Linked DNA regions of Triticum aestivum: region 1 is linked to region 2. A link is a contact called in public Hi-C data. All regions are on one chromosome and are shown on one strand. Each heading gives the region's core, a stretch centred on a gene start, on an enhancer-like site or on the middle of the called end of the contact. The rest is flanking DNA. Distances are from core to core; before and after follow the strand shown. Region 1 holds the start of LOC123119287 (heavy metal-associated isoprenylated plant protein 35). Region 2 has its middle 13 kb from the start of LOC123119286.

The links. A called contact is a pair of places that touch in the nucleus more often than the background predicts.
Region 1: a contact with region 2 is called in a Hi-C map of root, with 6 times the contacts expected there. The contact joins the promoter of LOC123119287 here to the enhancer-like site in region 2. A contact is called at or near these places in 2 of 5 Hi-C or Micro-C datasets (leaf and root).

Annotation. Positions count from the first base shown.
Region 1 is chr5D:40,485,012-40,490,667 of IWGSC CS RefSeq v2.1, reverse strand. It overlaps LOC123119287 (heavy metal-associated isoprenylated plant protein 35), which reads right to left and starts at 2,117. Exons shown (of 3, transcript XM_044539033.1): 1 at 1,890-2,117; 2 at 1,725-1,800; 3 at 401-1,616. The coding sequence starts at 1,916. The coding sequence ends at 682.
Region 2 is chr5D:40,410,807-40,415,959 of IWGSC CS RefSeq v2.1, reverse strand. No RefSeq gene overlaps it. Among protein-coding and RNA genes, the nearest start is that of LOC123119286, 13 kb to the right of the region's middle. Within about 2 kb of position 3,214, at least 4 of the 8 cell types and tissues checked have an H3K27ac peak or open chromatin away from gene starts, as enhancers often do. A contact at or near this core is called in leaf and root, where this site is marked.

The DNA of each region.
Region 1 (5,656 bases), core at 868-3,367, 76 kb before region 2:
GTGGCAAAAGGAAGAGGTGATTGGGCCTTATCGATCGTCCGGGGAGTTATCTAAAGAGTAAATCTACGGACTACGGCTTCGGTAAGGTCCCATTTGCTGTCATTGTAAGAGTTGGCGGCTTAATTGGCCCCTGTTTGATAAGAATCAATCATACCGGGAGAGCAGTCATTTTTTGTTCCCCACCTAAATATATTACTTAAAGAGTCACAACAAGCTTTTGGTGAGAGGCTGCTCACGAGCTGGCCACAAGAATCAACAAGGATATCCTCTAGACGGACATGCATGATTGGATTGGAGCACAAAAGACGACCTTTCTAGTAATTAATTAATTCCTTTGGAGAAGATTCTTTAGCTGTATATAATCCGTTTTTTATATGTTTTAGCTTATACAAAATGCTAGTAGTACTAGTAGGGCGGAAGATCTCATTGATGCTACTACATGTCTACATGTAAAGGTCTCATTACAATTACATGCTCTATTTAGAACAGTAATAGTAGCAATAATAAAAGAAGAAATTAAAGAGGAAGAGAAGAAGAAGAAAAAGGATTGGTCAAGGAGAGCTTTGACCACCTCCCAATCGAAGAGAGTAACAAGCTACTCTACCTACAACCAGAGAGGTCTCTATTACGACGATTATGAGGCCGGCTACTTTTCCGGCGGTCGCCGGAGCCGCCATCACATCACATGACGCTGCACGAGTTGGGGTTCTCGTCGTCGAACAGGCGGTACGAGTCGTGGAGCGGCGGCGGGGGCGGCGGCGACGCGTGCGTCCCGGGCGGGCTATAGTAGTCCTGGTAGTAGGACTCCGGCGACGCGTGCGGGTACGGCATGTAGAGGTACGACGGCGACCATTGCTGCATTGGCTGCGCCTGCTGGGAGTAGGCCTGCTGCGCCGGTGCCGGTGGGTGCTGCATCATGGAGTAGGAGGAGTACCCGGCCTGCTGCTGCGAGTAGCCCCGCTCCGGCTGCGGCGCGTAGTGGGACACGCTCGCCCTCGGCTGCGCCATGTTGTAGCTCATCACCGGCTGCGGCGCGTTGAATTCCTGGTGCGCGTACCTCGGCACATGGGCCGGCGCCGGCGCTGGGGACAGGGACCTATCGGCGTCCTTGGGCTTGCTCTGTTTCTTCTTCGCCTCGCCCTCATCATCGCCGGCCTCCTTTGCGGCGGCAGCGGGTTCACTCGCGGGCTCGGTGCCCTCTGCTTTGGGCTCGGCCGCCGCGCCCTCGCCGCCGTCTTTCTTTTCCTCGTCGCTTGACCTTGGTTTCGCCTCCTCCTCCTTGCCAGCCTTCTTCTCAGATTCTGCTTCCTTCTCCGTCTCAGGCTTCTTCTTCTCCGAGGCCGTCTCCTGCTCCGGCCTCTTGTCCGAGCTGTCGGCCTGCGGCTCCTCCGCCGGCTTCTTGTCCGCTACAGCGGCATCCTTGCTGCCGTCCTCGGCCGGCGCGGGGGCGTCGGCTGGGGTTGGCGGCGCAGGGTCGGGATTCTTGGCAGGCGTGTGTTGCCATGGCAGGGCCTGCTTGCCTGACTTGTGCAGCCTCTTGATGAGCGTCTCGGCGTCCACGGTGCCCGTCACCATCACCTTGTGCAGCTGGGCGTCTACCTTCACGTCCTGCACGCCTGAACATCCCAACCAAAACGACGACCACTTAGTTAGGTAGTCAATTAAGCCGAAAGCCACACGAAAATGCAGCGGCGCGAGGAGAAGGAGGAGGGTGGCGCTAGTACCTTCGATGCTCTTGAGCACCTTCCGGACCTTCTTCTTGCAGCCATGGCAGTGGATGGTCACCCTCAGCACGAAGGTCTGCAGATCCAAGAAAGAATGTCACATGAGCATGCAACTCAACTGAATTCCTTGGACGGAAGGGCTAGAAACGGGGCGAGATGGTGTACCTGCATGGCCGCTTCTCCCGACGCCATGGGATGGGAGTGCGCTCTGCTCTGGCCTCTGGGGACTGCTCACCGTTGTGTCGCTTCTTGGTTGGGGAGCAGGATGAGGATGGAGGGGCGCTCGAGTATGTGGCTCTCAGGACGCTGGGAGCTCAGGGGAGGCAGCAGATGCGGTGCTCAACTTATAGAGGTGGACGCGGGGATGGAGTACGACCACATACGCCACTGACATATGGGCCGGGCGGCTGCTCTGCTGCGGCGGCCGTATTTATCGTTAGTACACAGGCGGCGGCGGCGGCGTATCCGTTCCGTTCCTAGGTACCAGGCGTCGTGAAAGAATTCTACGGTACCTGCCGTGCCCGTGGCTTCGTTCATGTTTTTTTAACAAAGTACGGACGCAAGCGTTACATACACGTATACACTCACCCCTATAAACGTTTGGTGGGAGGATGATATTTGAGAGTGATTTTGTTGACAATTTATGTTGGCTGAGCATGGCAATCAGCAAGCACGGCAACTCTGTTTTTCATCAAATTTTATCGTACTGGCATCCACGCGATAACTAAAGTTGCCATCAAAATGCTGTTCACTGGTTATGATTACCGTTTTCAAGGCGATCAGATATACGTTACTATCCAATTCAGACTTTTTTTCGGAATTAATACGAATAATTTTACATCACTCTGTAGCCCATGTATAATTTTTAATATTGGTCTTTGGATGAAGCCAATCTACCTGTGCAAATATAGCAAATCTGAACACTATTAACCGTTGGGTATCATCTGCACAACAACAAATTCTGCCACATGTACTACTTAAAATATTTCATGGTTGAGCTTAATCACAATGAGCAAACCCCAAAACACAAGCATTCCTCGTTTGTTTTAAAATCTTTCATGCTTTAACTATCCATATATTTCTCTTCTGAATGAAATGACACACTTTCTTTTTACTTCACGATTTACAATGCATAATACACAGAAACATAAAAAATGCATGCATTTCTTCTTTGTTTTAGAATTTTTCAGGCTTAAATTATCCAAAAAGAAATCTTCTAAATGAATTACAATTTCTTTTCTACTTTACGATTTACCGTACAATGCACAATGTGCACAAATTCTCACATCACAAACCTCCTCATTTGTTCTAAACTCTTCCATCCCTAAAGATAATTATCTTAGGTATATTTCACATGAGTTTCATCTAGCACTAGTGTAGAAAAGCCTAGTAGTGGTGTGCCAAAAAGGGCCTTGGTGGCGTTGGCACCCAACACCGCCAATATAGTGCGAGTGATAATTTTTACTGATGGCGCTTGTGCGCACGTGAGTCGTAACTATGTGCTAATGATGTGCCACGTGTCCAACACAACTAGAAATATATATCACCAGTGACATGCCATGTTAGCGCCACGCCACCAATTTCATTTTGCGCTACGTATATATAACATTAACAACTAAGCTAGCGGAAGTCAACTTCTGCTCGCGAGCTAATTTGAGCTCGCGATGAACAGTAAAATCCAAAAAATTGTAAAGCATTTCAAAAAATGTGAATATTTTTTGTGGAAACATTCACAAAATTTCTCATTGCTTGCAAAATTTCATCACGAAATGACATTCGTGTAAGTCTAGGCAAAAAAATTAGCACTACAAAATGTTTTCGGAAATAACACTTTTGGAGCACCATTTTTTTATATGACTGTCGGTGTCAAAACCGGCGGATCTCGGGTAGGGGGTCCCGAACTGTGCGTCCAAGGTTGATGGTAACAGGAGACAGGGGACACGATGTTTACCCAGGTTCGGGCCCTCTCTATGGAGGTAATAACCTACTTCCTGCTTGATTGATCTTGATGAATATGAGTATTACAAGAGTTGATCTACCTCGAGATCGTAATGGCTAAAACCCTAAAAGTCTAGCCTGTATGATTATGACTATGATTTCGTCCCTATGGACTAAGCCCTCCGGTTTATATAGACACCGGAGGGGACTAGGGTTGTACAAAGTCGGTTACAGAGAAAGGAATCTTCATATCCGGGCGCCAAGCTTGCCTTCCACGCCAAGGAGAGTCCCATCCGGACACGGGAGAGAGTCTTCGGTCTTGTATCTTCACAGCCCATTAGTCCGGCCCACCTACCATAGTCCGGACGCCCGAGGACCCCTTAATCCCGGACTCCCTCAGTAGCCCCTGAACCAGGCTTCAATGACGAGGTATCAGGCGCGCAGATTGTCTTCGGCATTGCAAGGCGGGTTCCTTCTCCGAATATTTCAACACGGTCTTCAAACGCAACGAACGTGTCCGGTTCTGCAAAACAAGTACCACACACCACCGCAGAGAGTATAATATTTCACGAGTCCAATCCACTGACAACTTTTTTGTAACGTGACATCACGTCCCTGCCTGGTTATCATTTCGAACCGTTTTTCTGCATGCCGCTTCACATTTCAAGATGCAGTTTCTATTGGCACGTCTTGTCGCAGCAGAGATCGTGTCCCCTTATTACGGGATTCTCATCAATAGGGGCGTGGGTAATCCAACCGTGCCGTCTGCACAGCCCTTAGGAACAGGCGAGTTTTAAGGCGAGTGGGGAGGCGCTTGATATTCACTGCCCTTATAAGGAGATAAGGATTCACTTCCTTCATCCACGCCTTCTCTCTCTCTGCCCTCCCATTCTCGAGCTCCAGCACCCAAGTCCTCATCTTTTCCGCCTCAAGAAAACACTCAACCATGTCCGGATCTGGATCGCAAGGCAAGTGGATGGCCTCCTCCATCAAGGAGAAGGACATCACCAAGCTTCGGGAGGCCGGGTACCTGGCAAAAGAAATCGCCCACCGGCTTCCGGCAAAGGGGCAGATCGTCCCCACCCCGAAGCCCAATGAGAGGGTGGTGTTCATCCCCCACTTCGTCCGCGGACTCATGTTTTATTACGGGCTAGATTTCCATGATCTAGCCCCAAACTCTTTCCTCAACATCTCAGCATTTATTGTCGTGTGCGAGGCCTTCCTCCGCATTCCACCCCACTTCGGACTGTGGCTTAAAATCTTCAACGTGAAGCCGAAGGTGGTGGACGGCCAACACGCAGAGTGCGGAGGTGCCATGGTGAGCAAGATGCCCAATGTCACATGGCCCAAAGGTACCTTTGTGGAGACCGTCAAAGAGTGGCAAAAACTGTGGTTCTATATCACAGAACCCCGCGACGCCACCTGGGCCGCGGCTCCCGAATTCAAATCCGGAGCCCCAATGCGGCTCACCTCTTGGCTAGAGAAGGGCCTGAATTGGTCTTCGTCGGACGAGCTGACAGCGCTGCAAACGCGCATCCAGAGCATGGTGGACAGGAACATCAAGCTCGTCAACGTGATCCAGGTAATGCTAGTTCGCCGGATCCTTCCATGCCAGAGCCGGACTTGCCACTTATGGGAGTTCAATCCGGCCGAGCACTAGACCTTGCAACAATTCTTCGGAACTACGCACGAAGATATCTGGAAGGTGCTCTTCAAGGGCAATGAGACGCCGCCGGAGACAATCGAGGACCGTGGGCACGCCCTGGCCCAACCCGCCAGTACGGTAAGTCTTTCGCATTTGAAGGTGTATCCTTCGCTTGCTTGTTCAGGAAAGATACCCAAGCCTCACTATTTATTTTTTCAGGGTTGGACAAAGAAGGCGGAGCGGATTAAGTGTCCGGCTCCGCTGCCCGAGGAACCAGCCATCCCGCTTCTGACGAAGATGCTGGTTCCCCGGCCTTACCAGGCACCGGAGAAGAAGGCCAAGGGGACCA
Region 2 (5,153 bases), core at 1,965-4,464:
GCTCATTTGAGCTCGAGCTAAAAAACACCATGTCCCTATGCTTGGTACTTCATTGAAGACCCCACAAGTATAGGGGATCGAAACAGTCTTTGAGGGAAGTATTTCACCCAAATTTATTGATTCGACACAAGGGGAGCCAAAGAATATTTATAAGCCTTAGCAGTTCAGTTGTCAATTCAACCACACCTGTGAATCACTTGCAGCAGTTTATTAGTAGCACAATAATATGATAGCAATGATAGCAATAGTAACGGTACAAGTAGCACTTTTGTAGCAAGTAGAGTAACTTGAGCAAAGGCAATTGTATTAAAGCGTAGGCATGGAGTAGCGATGGATGTTTAGATGAGATTCAGCATGTAACTGCCACAACCTAGAGCGATACATGACACGTCTCCAATGTATCTATAATTTTTGATTGCTTCATGCTATTATAATATACCAAGGGGGCTTGATAATTTTCATGTGAAGCAGGATAGCAGTGTTTAAACAAAATCAAGTGCAACACTTGGAGGTAACATTTGGCGTTTGACTTGTTTTTTTTTTTTTGCACAGTTCAAAATGCTTAAGCTTTCCCCTAAAATTGCAGGTAGCATTTGAGTGTCACAATGAACACATTCATGTTTTTTCAAATTCTTTTGACATTTGCAAAAAGCATTTTTGGTGCGCGGGAGCATATACTCCCAAGAGCCGAATTGGATTTCCGGTGCTTTTGTAGAATAATTTGTTAAGTTTCCTTGTTTTGTTTCATGATATGGCAAGTTTACTTCTAATGCATGGCCATTTTGTGGAAGTTCATGTATGACATTTTCTGGTATTATAAGCGTTTTGTTCCAAAAGACATCCAACCAATTGGTTGTTTGTAGTTCTCTTGTGATTGCAGCGACACTGCCGTCAACAGTATTATCATTATTTGGGACACAAGATTCTCTAATTTCTGTCACATGATTTTTTGTATAATTTTGCCTTCATTGTTTAGACATGTATATAATTTTTACTAAAATTAGGCCATGGATGGTATCCATGTATTGTAACTATGGCAAGTTTATATGTTTGCCGATGGCAACTTTTTATATGTTTTTAGCTATTTTCTCTAGTTGGGCGCAAAATTCCAAGTTTTTAGGCCTGCTAGTGTGTCCCAGTGAAAATTGAGCTTTTTGTGGGGCAAAACTAGCACGATCACGTTGATGGGCTGGGGTTTAGATCCGACGTTTCGTTCAGTCGTAAAATTTGACGCTTGGTCGGAACTGGAGTCAAAATTAAATGCATACTTAAATTAAGGGCGCTGGCGAGGTTGAATAGTTGACTAGAAGCTGATTTCGTGGAATCTCAAGGCTCTAAATAAAAAAGATACCCGGATGCATGGTTATGCATATGAATATGAAGTGAAAAGATGGAAGTCGAATCTGCCGTAAGCTTGCGCCATTGACGTACTCTCGATTTATTTAGTTTTTTTTAAGTGGAAAGGTTCATCCCTGAATTATTTCTACCTTTTTTTTGCTTTGGAGAGAAATGGTAGACTGGCTCTCGATTACATCATCAGCGAGACTCGTGGTGGAGGACGCAGGAGCATAGAAAAAGTAGTAGTACGTAGTACGACCTTAGAAGAATTATTAGCTTTTGAAATATTATTAGTAGCTTTGGAGAAACATGCATGATGAGATGTTGGACTGCACCATGGCTAAGCCGCACTACTACATGCACATTTTACATGAAGAAAAAGGCTTTGCTTATCCTTGGGCCCTGCGATTTCGATAAGGCCTAGACCGAGATCGATCTACAGCCTCAGCTAGTACTAGTACGGAGAGCGGTAGTACTAGTGCTGTAGCAGCAGCAGCATCAGCGCAAGCAAGAGGGACGGACAGCTCTGGTTTTGCTCTCTTGTGATGATGATTGCCATCCGTGACCGCGAGAAGCTCCAACTTCCAAGGCGGGCCTGCACTGGGAGGGCGTTTTCGGTGGAACCCATGGGCATGGTGGTGCAGGGTTATTTTCACAGCCGCAAGCTTTCTATCCTGGCCTTTGGAGATCGGGGAGCCAGCCACATGTTTTCTTTCTTTCTTGTCTGACAGATATATAGATGCAGTAATAAACTGTCCATCTCTTTGGTCTCTTTCGTTCTTTGTACGTCTTGTTGGACTCATGTGTTGCGTGACGAGCAGCCGCCTGCCTCTGCCTCTGCCTGCATGATTGTTACGTAGTGGCATTGTTTTTTGAAACGCCAGCATCAGGATGCAGATGAATGATTCATGAGGTGCAGTCAGTCGTAGCATTAGTGTTGCACACTCATCAGCAACTCGCACTCTATCGCTTGCCCTTTTGTGGCTCCGATGGGCACGTAGCATTCTGTGCTGGACTGGGGTGCGTAGGAAATTAATGGCTGTGGGCGGGCGGCTCTGTTTTGTTAATTGGAGTTTTTGTTCCGGTGAGCGAGCGAGCGTACGAGCCGGGGAGGGGCAGGTCCAATTAAAAGGCTTTGTTCGTAGCGGCCAAAGGGAGAGAAGGGCACGTCTCCCTCTCTCTCCTCGCATTCATATTCATGCGCGACCAAGCTTTGTTCAAAAACAAAAACCCAAAAAACAGACCAAGCCGGATAGATATGTGCACGGTGGGGTTGGGGATGCGTCTCTCTTGATATGTGCCGGGCCTCGTGCTTTGTCGGGTCAAAATTAAGTCAGCCGGCGGCCGTGCGGTTGGCGGACGGAAACGGGGAATGTAAAACGAGATGCATGTGTGCCCTTTCCCTCCCAATCCCCATGCACCTCCCTTGGCCAAGGGAAGGGAAGGGAGAGGAACCTACAAGGCTTGTCCTCGACCGATCTCGGCTCCACGCCGGACGGATGGTGCAGCAGCAGCAGTACGTTTGGGTAGGCTCCACGCTCGTGTACCGGCCACGTGGGAGAGGCAGCTACGGTTTTGTCGCCAAGGACCATGCACTCACTGCACCATACGACTTCTTTTTTTTTTTTGCGGGAAACGACCATACGTCCTTTTTACATCGAAATGAAAAGCACCAACCATGTTGATGTTGGTTGATGGTCAAAGAAAGAAACCGCACGTAGGAGTAGAAATGAAACCGCCAAAATTGAAGCAGAGACGGCAGGATAACATTAAACAAATCGTATGCAACGCCGAACAAGGCGGTATGGCAACCATACGTACGTACGTACTCGCGTCATTTGTTGCGTATACATGCATGCGGTTCATCCTTGGTTCGTCCGTTTCTGCAGAAACCCCGTTATTTGCTGCGTGTATGGACGGACGGCTTGCCGACCGATGGGTTCATGCACGTAGGTGTCATCTCACAGCTTTAATTGTTTCTACTAGGTGCTGTATGTACGTTCCACGTCGACGCCACGTCGTCACCATACCGTGCCCGTGCAGCGGTGCTGCATGGGCCGCCCGGCCGCCCGGATCAATTATTACCTTTTCTTTTTGTCTTTTTTGTCATATTATTGATCGATAGATCTTATTTCCTCCGTGATAATATAGTGGTGCAGCTCGCTGATCGCGATGGACCAAGCTTCAAGCACCTGTACGTACGCAACGAGCTATAGAATACAAGCAGGGTGCCAAATTGAACACCGGCACCGTCACAAATTCTTGTCAAGTTTTTTCTTCTCTCGACTGTTTGCGCTTCCACGCCCCGCGGCGTCAGCGTCAGCGTCAGCGCCAACGAACGCCACGCTGCGCCTTACATAGTGCGGTTACTACTCCTAGCTACGTCCTACGTAGGAGCCGGCTAGTAGCAGCGAAAAGAGAGGATTGCTCGCCGCACAGATTGCGGCCTTGACGCTAGCATTTGCGCGCCAAGTCGTTGGCTAGCAGTACGTGGATCTCATCTGCCTGCCTCTCGAGTCTCGACTCCCGCAACCGCAGCTCGCTCACTTAGCTACTTCTGTTTTCTCTCTGTTGTGAGTTGGAACCTAGCTAATTCTGTTGGGACACACATACATGGGGAGTGCCCCGCGCGGCCGTGATTGCTAGGGTAGAGACTAGAGAGTGAGCGTCGAGCGTGGAAATCTGCTGGCCTCCTCAAGGGCGATTTCACCCCTTTCCTGAGAGGGCTAGCAGGATGGGCTAGAGCGAGTAGTTAGTTAGTTTTTGGCGGCGTACGGGCGTGGAGTTCTGGCATGTAACAGCAACTCCAACCGGCCGACTCAAATGGACGGTGATTTTGTCCGGTTTTTTGTCTGTTTGGATCGGGCCGACGAACGCCCATGTCCGTTTTCGCGTTTAGGTCGGCGCTTGCGCCCAACGCTGGCCCAACCCGTTTTTTAGTTGGCGCGAAACAAATACTGCAAATATTTTGTAAATAAAAGACGTTAATTAAACATTAGCCACAATGGCCGGCGAGAGTCCACTTTGCATTAAGTAAAAACATTAAACAAACCTAAAAACTAGGAGGAGGCGCGCTGCCCTAGGCGTTCTCGTCGTCGTCATCGGTGCCGTGAGGTCGATGAGCATCGGCGCCGGGCTAGCCTAGGGGAACGCCGTCTCCCAGGCTGTGGCGACATCCTCCGCCGCTGGCCGTACCACCGCCGGCTGCTCTGCCGCACCGCGGGCATGGCGATCCTCCTCCTCCGCCTCGCGGCGCTGCTCATTCGCGTCGCGCTCCAGTTGCTCGAGCCGCTCGCCCTCACGGTGCTCCTCCGCCAGCCTGCGCTCCCGCCATTGCTCCCGGTAGATCTGCTCTTGCGCCGGTGTCGCCCCAAACCAGACGGGGGTGTGCTGACCCACTCGCGCATGTACCCATGCCATGTGTAGTGCTCGGTCTTGACGGGGGTCGGCGGCAGTTCGGTCTTGATGGGGGACGGCGGCATCAGCGGCGGCACAACGCAGTCGCCAGCAGCGGAGAGCGCCATGGCCTCCGACAGCCGCGCCTGCTACGCTGCCTCCTCCTCCTCTTCGCTTTCACGGAGGGCAGCCGCCAGCGCCGCCTGGTAGGCAGCCTCCGCCTCCTGGTCCGCGTTGCGAACGGCGGGGTGCCAGCCTCCACGTCGCGGACGCCGCACCGACTCTGCTCCTCGTGCTCCAACGCGAACCAGACCTCCCAATAGGTAGAGTCTGATGCGTAGGCGAGGTTGAGGCGTTGCTCCGGCATCAGCTGCCGCCGCCGGCGCCGCACCTCCTCCGCGTGCGCACGCGCTAACCGC